Regions from separate parts of the Pan troglodytes genome. Here region 1 is linked to region 2. A link is a contact called in public HiChIP or PLAC-seq data. All regions are on one chromosome and are shown on one strand. The core of a region is the stretch at or near the end of the contact, and the rest is flanking DNA. Distances in the headings are between cores, read along the strand shown.

Region 1 (4,453 bases), core at 1,814-4,313, 87 kb after region 2:
TTGACAAGGGCTAACCATAGTGCTGGCCACATATCAGTCAATCAAATAAATATGGACACAGTGGAGAAATGGTGTTGTCACACCAAATCGTTTGTGGTGTTCATTCAAATGGGACGGACTTGTATTATGTGCACCAGAATTGAACTTCCAAGTTGGCTGCATGCAATATAAGCCCTACCCAACAACTTGAAGGCTTGTTTTAGTCACTAAGGATGTTTACCCACAGTGACTCTCAACTGATTCTAGAAAGAACACACACCCCCCCCCCACACACACACACACACACTAGGGCACTTACTCGCATGTTACCACGTCTCAGAGCTCATTAAAAAGAATTCCTGGCCGGGAGCAGTGGCTCATGCCTGTAATCCCAACACTTTGGGAGGCTGAGGCGGGTGGATCACAAGGTCAGGAGTTCGAGACCAGCCTGGCCAACATGGTGAAAACCCCCCTCTACTAAAAATATCAAAACTAGCCAGGCGTGGTGGGGGGTGCCTGTAATCCCAGCTACTCGGGAGGCTGAGGCAGGAGAATCGCTTGAACCTGGGAGGCTGAGGTTGCAGTGAGCCGAGATCATGCCACTTGCACTCCAGCCTGGGCAACAGAGCAAGATTCCGTCTCAAAAAAAAAAAAAAAAAAGAATTCCTAAGCTAGCCACACTTAGGTTTATTCTCTAGTCTTCTGTTCCCAAACCCTGAATACATGTTCCTTGGAGGAAACAAGCAGCAACCAGATGTCCAAGGTCTCCTGAGTTAACTCCGTCTTCCCTGGTGAATTACAACTTATTGCAGACACAAAGGAGAACAGAGAGACAAATGACACATAAACAGGAGCTTCACTGGCTGGGGGAGGGGGGCATGGAGAGTGACGTCAGTTTTCCCAGAAACCCATTTATCACGATAACAAGGTCTCGAGTGCTTAGGCTGCTCTTTCAGCTTCAGAATCTGGCGTACAATTATGTTCTTCATCATACAGTATGGCAAGGCCAGCCAGAGCAAACTGGAGCCATGCAAAGCAAACCAAGTGGCCCTAAAGCACCCCCTCACCCCCATCTGCAGAACAAAGGGCATCTCTAGGTTGCCTGAGTTGTGCCTGAGGTGAAACACACACAACCTTCTGGAATGTTCCCCATTGCAACACCTGCCCTGCAATCCTAATCCAGGCAAGAGAAACTGGTGAGAGTATGGAGGACAGGTCGATGCAAATTCATTAGCTGACATGAAAAATCATTAGCGTCATTTTTGGATGGAGCTAGTGTAATCCCAGAGATTAATTCCTCTACTTCAGCTATACCATCTCTGAAATGCAGGTAACCAGGAGCAGAAAAGCCACAGTAGAAAAGAGGGAGCCCTCAAAACACTAAAGCAATAAACAACGAGAGTGCCAATCTTGGGGGAAGAAAATTCTCTCAAATTGCATCATCACAGAGAATGTCTCCTGTCTACTCCTGGTCCTTCCACAACATGACTGCATAAAGTGCTCTGTGCTAGGGTGTGCAGGGGGTGGAGGAGGTTCCGAAGAAATGATCCTGCCCTTCCAAACAGGGACAAAAGAGACATTAATACATATTCTGTAGAGAAAATATTATCAGATTCTGGCTTCAGATTTTGTAAAATCAATTTCAATTACACCAAATACCTAGAGGCTTTTTTTTTGTACTGTAGTTGCATTGCATGAACTATTTTCCTAAATAAGTAAGCTACAAGGTTGAAAAACATTTTTATGTGGTTCGGAGATTTTCGTCAAGTAGTATGTGGTGTCATGGGATTTGACCTACCTCTGTCTCCCACTCCTTCCCCACCTCGGGGTGCTGGTGGGCTTATTAAAGTCCCAGATACCCATGGATGAATAGAATAGCTAGGGTGTCCCCCCCAAATGGAATTCATCGCCCTTTGCAACCAAACTTCTGGTTTAAAAAACAAACATGGAGCCTCAGGTCACTTCAACATGGTTTCTCTGCACATCCCAGGCTGGAAAACTTCAGTTCTTTAAATGAAGATTTTCTTTTTTTCCCCAGAGTCGGTCGCCAACAAAAAAAGAGACGGCACCGCTTTTGCGAGTCTCACACTTATTTTCCTGAGTCTCCATAGAAAGAAGCCAGCTCCACAGGTTTTGGCACACAAGCCCAGTTACACTGAACATGCACCCGAGACAGATCCTCAGAGGCCCGCTCCAAAACATGCCAAAATACGCAGCCAGCCACCTACAGGCCAGCCAACTGCACCCCACACTGACGCACAAATGAGACCCAGAGGCACACAGCACAAGCAGACAGAGAGGCGTTCGGACACACACCACAGAGGTGAGCACACTCAGAGAAACAGGCGGACTTCTTTGGGTCACAGACAGAACCCCGGCGCCGCCGCCGCCCGCCCGGGAAGACACGAGCGCGCGCGCGTGCACACATACGCGCACACCGATACACACACAGACGCAGTCACATATGTAATGCATATAGAGAAACCCTATCCCAGCCAGTCACCTCCCCGCCCCCCTCGCCACTCACCGCCTTCTGCCCCAGGCTAACCCCAGCCCCGCGCCTCTTTGCCTGTGCGGTCCCGGGTCACAACGGGCAGCCGTGCGCAGGGGCGCGGCAAGGCCAGGGTGCCAGGGACCCGGAGGGCTCGGCGGCTCCTACGGCCATTCATTCGGCAACGCCCCAGCCGTGGGGCCGCAGCTGCAGCGAGGGAGGCGGCGGCGCTCACTGCGGCTCTTGGGCAATGCAAGTTCAGCCGCCGGCCCGCAGGTTTTGCCTGCCCCCCTGCCGCCCCCCGCCCCCCGCGCGTCACCACCGTTTTCCGGGACAGGCTGAGGGACTGAGCTGCTGACCCCGGGAGCAGAAGTCCCACCGTGCCCTTGGCTCCTGGATGCTGCCCACTGCCCTCCTCGCGATGTGGCGGCGGCGGCCAGGTCTCCTTGACCCTCCCCAGGCCCTCGGCCCCGGCCCTGCCACCCAAGCTCTGCACTTACCACCTGGCGAGCTATATCGGTCGCTGCCATCGCTCCTGCGTCCGCCAGGGCTGCCACGGGTGCCGCCGCAACGGGAGCTACTGCACAGGAAACAGAGGAGCTCCTCCGACAAAGAGAAAGTGTTACACTTCGGGCGCGACCAAGTCCGGTGGGGGGAGGTGCAAGGGAGGGGCCCCCTCGCCGCTGCTCCAACCCCAACCTCCCCTCTACCGCCCACCCCTTGAAAGTAGGGTATGGAGAGGGGGCGGATTTAACGCGCCGCTTCCCCCTATGGCCAGCCCAGTTCCAGTTCTTCCTGCAACCCCAGCCATAGGCTTCTACGAAGGGGGGCGGGGGCTCCCCTCGGTGACCACGTCCTCTGCCCCCCCGCCACTTGGCTCCGTGGTACGTCCCGACCTCTGCTGAATTGTCACACCCCCCTGCTCTCCTTTACATCCCTAAGTCCCCAGACCCCGAAGGCTGGAAGGGAGCCCCCGCCCCTCCCCCCTCCCATACTCTGCTCAGCGGCCGAGCTCTGCAGTTCTCCTCCCGGCCCCCGTTACCCCCCTTCCTTTCCACCGAGATCCCAAGGTGCTTAGATGGGTGCGCCTTGGCCGCTGGAGTCTCGATGCCCCACTGTCGTGTCTCCCTCCCCCCATGGCCCGGGAGTGCAGCTGCGGCCGAGGTACTGGGGAGGCCTGCGGCACCTGCCGCTCCACAGTACAGCTTAGAAAGGGGGCCCGTGGGGGGAGCCGCACTGCAGCCCGGCAACTGAGCTGAGCTGTGGCATGTGGGGTCCGAGGCTAGAGGTCTTGAGACGCTGCTTCTGCCCTGGGGTTTCCAAGCCTTGGGTGCTGTGGGCTGTAATTCGTGGAGCCAAGCTCACCACCTTCGGGTACCTAGTACAGACGGAACCCACGCCTCCTCTCTCCGACCCAGCCCTAGACGCTCAGCAAGACCAGAGACTCAGACCACCCACCCCTTCTAGTACCAGAGGAGGGGCTGGAGATGAAGGTTCTCAGCTCTATGGAGCGAAATGGAGGGGCGGGTGACGGGGAGCGGCCTCCAGTCACTCTGTCCCGCCCCCTGATTTCTCCTTGACCCTCATTCAGCCCGGGACAAGGCGGCCAATAGGGCGCAGAGGAGAGAACTTCCGAAGGCAGGGGTGCGCCCGCCCGCCCTCCTTATCCCCGTGGCCCACCTCCGCGGGTCCTCTCTCGTGGGCACCTCTCCACTTCTCCGGCCTTGGCGCCCTCCCCTGCCTCCTGGGACTGGCCTCTTGCTAGCTCCCTGTCACTGGAGCACGCTGGCTGATTTGGCATGCCCGAGGCCCCAGCGGGAGGGACAGTACATTCCACTCCTCAAAAGGGCAGGTTCCCTGGTGTGGGAGAGAGACCTGGGCCCGCCAGAGGGACCCCAGATGGGGGAGGGGATGACGAGCCTATGGAGGAAACCCGGGCCCAAGAGGGGGCCCCAATGGAGCATGGAAGATGACCCCGTAGAG
Region 2 (4,667 bases), core at 889-3,388:
CTTCTGTGATATTATGGAGACTTACGATTATAGGATAAAGGTAACTTTTGAACTCAAGAACAACACTGTTAGGCAAAGGTCAAGTAGATTTATCTGACTTGTTCAATAACTAAGGCTTCTTCAGTTGTAACCAGTTCCTCCTAATCATTATCTCTGGAGGTAGAAATTATGCTAACCTTGAAAAGACAGAAAAATAATGTCTGTGATGAGAGCAAAGTATATCACACTGAATGCCATGTTCAATAATTAAGGGCAGGAGGAGACAATCCTATTTTTCTGCATCTGTTACAGTCACTCCTGGAACTGAACTGGCCAAAATTGACATGATCATATTCCAGAATCTCTCACCCTTCCTGATTTAAAAAAAAACAAAAACAAAAAAAACTATGTCAAAAGAAGTCGTCTCCCAGTCTATCAAAGAATGAATAGTCTAGTATAGGGCCGATTTAGGGGTTCTGAAGGACAGAGGTCCAAGTAGCCTCTTCAAAAAAACAAAACAAAACAAAACAAAACACGCTGCTTTGGAACCATACTGCAGTCTCCATTGAATGCAAAGAGCTTTCAAAGAGGCCTGTTCAAAACGTCACCAGGTTCTAGGAAAGGGGGGAAAAACAAACACACACACACCCCCACCCCCACCACAGACACACACACCTAAAACCTCACTCAGAGCCAAATGTTAATCCTTCTGATCCCATTTAGGGTAAAAAGAGGGCAATCCATTTTTACAGTAGATATATCCATTTCTTTGTTTGAGTCCAGACACATTATGCGCAAATCTACAAGCAAGGCTGACGCTGCTGCGGCTCAGAGAGCTGATACGTACCGCCTCCCCAGGAGAAGACAGTAAGACCCTGCTAGGGGGCTGCAAGTAGAGGGGGGTATTTAAGAGGAATGGAAAAAGAGAGTGGTCAGGAGGAGACTAGAACAGTGGGGTCCCCTCGCCCTTCCCCAACAACCCCAACTGTCGAATATATTCTCTGCGGATACTGCATCCTTGGAAGGCCCTACGCAGGTCCGAGATGCTGCTATTCATCATTTCCCACGTCCTCTAATACCGCCACCAACTACAATGACCACCTCTCAATAATCCTCTTCTAGGCGCTGCTTCATCTCCATCCCTGGTCCTGGAGAGGCCGCTTCCGCGATCTCTGCACCCTCCTAGCTGTTATGTCATGCCCAGCCACCACAGTCGGCCACCCCACCCCCAGGCCAATAGTGATCCCTCTAGTGCCCTCCAGCACCTCCAAATCTCCAGCCTCCAACCTATCCTCCGCATCCCGCCCCCGTCCCTATCCCAACCACCATCATCGATCCCTCCAGCGCCGTCCCTAACCCGATCCCCCATCACCGATCTCTCACCCCCGTCCCTAACCCGACACCCACACCTTCCTCACCTGCAGCCCAGGAAGACGTGGTTGGTCCAGGCGGCGGAGAGCGCGAGGAGCTGGTCGAGGGCAGCCCCGGGATAGCTGTGCAGGTGCCGACAGATGAAGCTGCGCCGCAGAGCCCACTGCCAGTCACTTTCGTGGCTATAGCGCCACTGCTCCAGCACTGGCTCGGGCGGGGGCGGCGGGAGGGGCGGCAGCGGCGGCGGCGGGAGGGGGGGCAGCGGCGGCGGCGACAGGAAGTCGCCCCCCAACAGCAGACGTCCTCCAGCCATCTTCTCCGCCCCCAAGCAGGGACCCCAGGGACGAAGCCGACTACAGACCGCGAGCTAGGCAGCTAGCAAGCGGGCGGAAACGGGGGGCCGGTGGGAGGGGCCGGGTAAGGAGGGGCGCGCTGAGGGGAGAAGATCAACTCTCGGGGGGACTGGAGTGTGTGCGTGGGGGCCACCGTTAGGAGGAAAAGAGGAGCACGAGCTCGCGTCCCGACACTGGGATGCACGTCCCCTACACTCCTCTAACTCGTGGAGGAGCAGAAGGGCTTCCGCCGCACTCACGCGCGAGCCGGGGAGGCCGAGTCAGGCTCCGCACCTCCACGGATCCGCAGACCCACGCACTGCGCGGAGAGCGATAAAAGACCCCAGCACGCTCTGCTCCCCTCCTCTAGGTTCTAGCCTACCTACCCGCGTGCCGTCCGGGGTTGTGAGGCCAGTGCGCTTGCGCCGCGGCTGTTCCCTAACTTCCAAATCCCGTCGCAGAATCTCGCGCGACGTACTTTTTTCCCTCCAGTGACGACTACGGGCCTTTGACGCACTACGGTGACAAGCGGAGGGCGGGGACTCCAGAAAGGGAATTTAGGAAGGTTCTCTGAGGTTCGAGAATATGGTTAGAAGGTGCCCTCAGATGAATGTTGGTAGCCCACGGCTGGTCTGACACTTTTCCCTGGATTTTTAAGCGGCGCGACAGTGAGACCATGTTCCTTGTAAGGGATTTAGGTCTGCACTGGACTTTACATTAAAACAAAACAAAACAGTCAGTTCCCCGAGGTGCCTTTTCTTCAGAGAGTAGCTTGAAATGCTCTGTGCATCGTGCATCATTAGCTCTGTGTAATAGCTTACTGCGGAAACGTAGTAAAAATGAAACACTTGCCAAGAAAATCATCCACAGCGCCGCTTCTCAAGTTAGCCAGTTTCAAGTCCATACTGTATCCCAATTACGAACACAGATACTGTTTACACAGTTCTGATCACGATTGCACGTCTGTATTTCACGTATCAACTTAAGTGCAAAAGATTACAAGATACAAAAGGGGCCCAGAGAAGAGGGTACTGCAAGGTAGCAAGCCGCTCAATCACTGTAGCCAAATGTATCACTCCACCCGGAGTCAGCTTCACTCAATAACTTCAGTCCCTATCTGCCAACCTGTGTCACGAAAGCAGTTAATCAATGAGTGTCTGTCGGCGGGAATTTACACTGCACCTACTGTGTGCTCAATACAGCAAGAGTACAAAAAAGAAGGAAAGAAAGTGGGTTTTCTCTGTTGTCCTGGAATTGACTACAATCTTGGTGGGGAGAAATAGCCCTGCATAAAACTAAATGTTCCACCAGGAGCCGGACCATTGGATGAGGTGGCTTTAACACACTACCGTCTTTAACTCTTTAATGACGTATTTCTAATTATATGACACTTTATGTTAGGGGTGTATTAGACTGAGAGGAGCAGAAGATAACAGCACTTTACACACTTTCATAATTTATTTCCACGTCTGTCTTTCTCCGTGGTGGGCATTCATGTTTATTGGGGTAACAATCGAAATGTTTTTAAAAAGTTCACAAGGTGATACATGCTGTGAAGAAAATAAAACAGGCTGGGTGCAGTGGCTCACGCCTGTAATCCCAGCACTTTGGGAGGCCGAGGCAGGAGGATTACTTGAGGTCAGGAGTTCGAGACCAGCCTGGCCAACATGGTGAAACCCCTGTCTCCACTAAAAATACAAAAATTAGCCGGGCGTGGTGGCAGGCGCCTGTAATCCCAGCTACTCCGGAGGCTGAGGCAGGAGAATCGCTTGGACCCGGAAGGCAGAGGTTGCAGTGAGCCAATATCGCGCCACTACACTCCAGCCTGGGCAACAGAGTGAGACTCCGTTTCAAAAAAAAAAAGAAAGAAAGAAAACAGAGCAGTGCAAAGGCAAATGACTGGGGGAACACCAGATGAGGAGTCAGGTGACCTAAATTCTCATCTCATCATTGCCAACAACTATCTCTACAGCCTTCGGCAAGACACTTCACCTCTGTGGCCTTATTTTTCTCACTCGTACAATCATTACTTGAATTTATTATCTCTAACCTTCCTTCGTAGTACTATATTCTTTGATTTGATGGTTTAGAGACTAACATTACCTCAATAAACCTGAATGCCCACCATAGAGAAAGACAGACATGGAAATACAGAATTCTGAAACTGAAAAGTGCTGTTATCTTCTGCTCTTCTCAGTCCAATACACCCCTACGCATAAGGTGTCATATAGTTAGAAATATGTCATTAGAGAGTTAAAGAGGGCACTGAGTCAAAGCCACCTCATCCAGTGGTCCTACTGCTGGTGGCACATTTGGTTTTACATAGGGCTATTTCTCCCCACCCAGCTTGTAATCAATTTCAGGACAACAGAGAAAAAACACTTTCTTTCCTTTTTGTATTCTTGCTGTATTCCACTGGAATGTCAGTTACATGAAAGCATGGAACTCATCTGTTTTAGTCTTAGCACCTACACCTTGATCCTGCAGGCACTCCAGAGATATTTGTTGAATTAAATGCATAAATAAATGAAGCTCTTCCTTTTGTCTCAACCCAGTGAAAATCATTTCCTTGGAGCCTGCATTTTAAGCTGATTTGTTATTTTATAATTAGATTAATTTCAGCCTGCTATTGTTTGAGTGTGTCCCCTTCAAAATTTAAGTGTTGAAACTTAATGGCTGATGTGATGGTATTAAAAGGTGGGGCCTTTAAGAGGTCATTAAGCCATGAGAGCTCCTCCCTCAGGAATGGGATTAAGGCCCTAATGAAAGAGGCTTTAATCGGTGTTTGGTCACTTGCCCTTTGCCTTCTGCCATGTGAGGATATAACACTCCTCTCCCCTTGTTGCTGGAGGATGCAGCAACAAGGCACCATCTTGGAAGCAGAGAGCAGAGAGCTGCCCCAACCAGACAACTGAACCTTCTGGTGCCTTAATCTTGGATTTCCCGGGCTCTGGAACTCTGAGAAATAAATATATATTCTTTATA

The links. HiChIP or PLAC-seq counts read pairs in DNA pulled down with a chosen protein or histone mark.
Region 1: an H3K4me3 HiChIP or PLAC-seq map of stem cell-derived excitatory neurons shows a contact between it and region 2, with 5 times the contacts expected there. The contact joins the promoter of SEPTIN6 here to the promoter of NKRF in region 2. A contact is called at or near these places in 1 of 7 Hi-C or Micro-C datasets (stem cell-derived neural progenitor cells) and 1 of 1 datasets of contacts at active chromatin or transcription factors (stem cell-derived excitatory neurons).

The regions. Positions count from the first base shown.
Region 1 is chrX:117,205,955-117,210,407 of NHGRI_mPanTro3-v2.0_pri, forward strand. It overlaps SEPTIN6 (septin 6), which reads right to left and starts at 3,064. Exons shown (of 10, transcript NM_001302399.1): 1 at 2,971-3,064. The coding sequence starts at 3,000.
Region 2 is chrX:117,120,193-117,124,859 of NHGRI_mPanTro3-v2.0_pri, forward strand. It overlaps NKRF (NFKB repressing factor), which reads right to left and starts at 2,139. Exons shown (of 3, transcript XM_009439568.5): 1 at 1,398-2,139. The coding sequence starts at 1,663.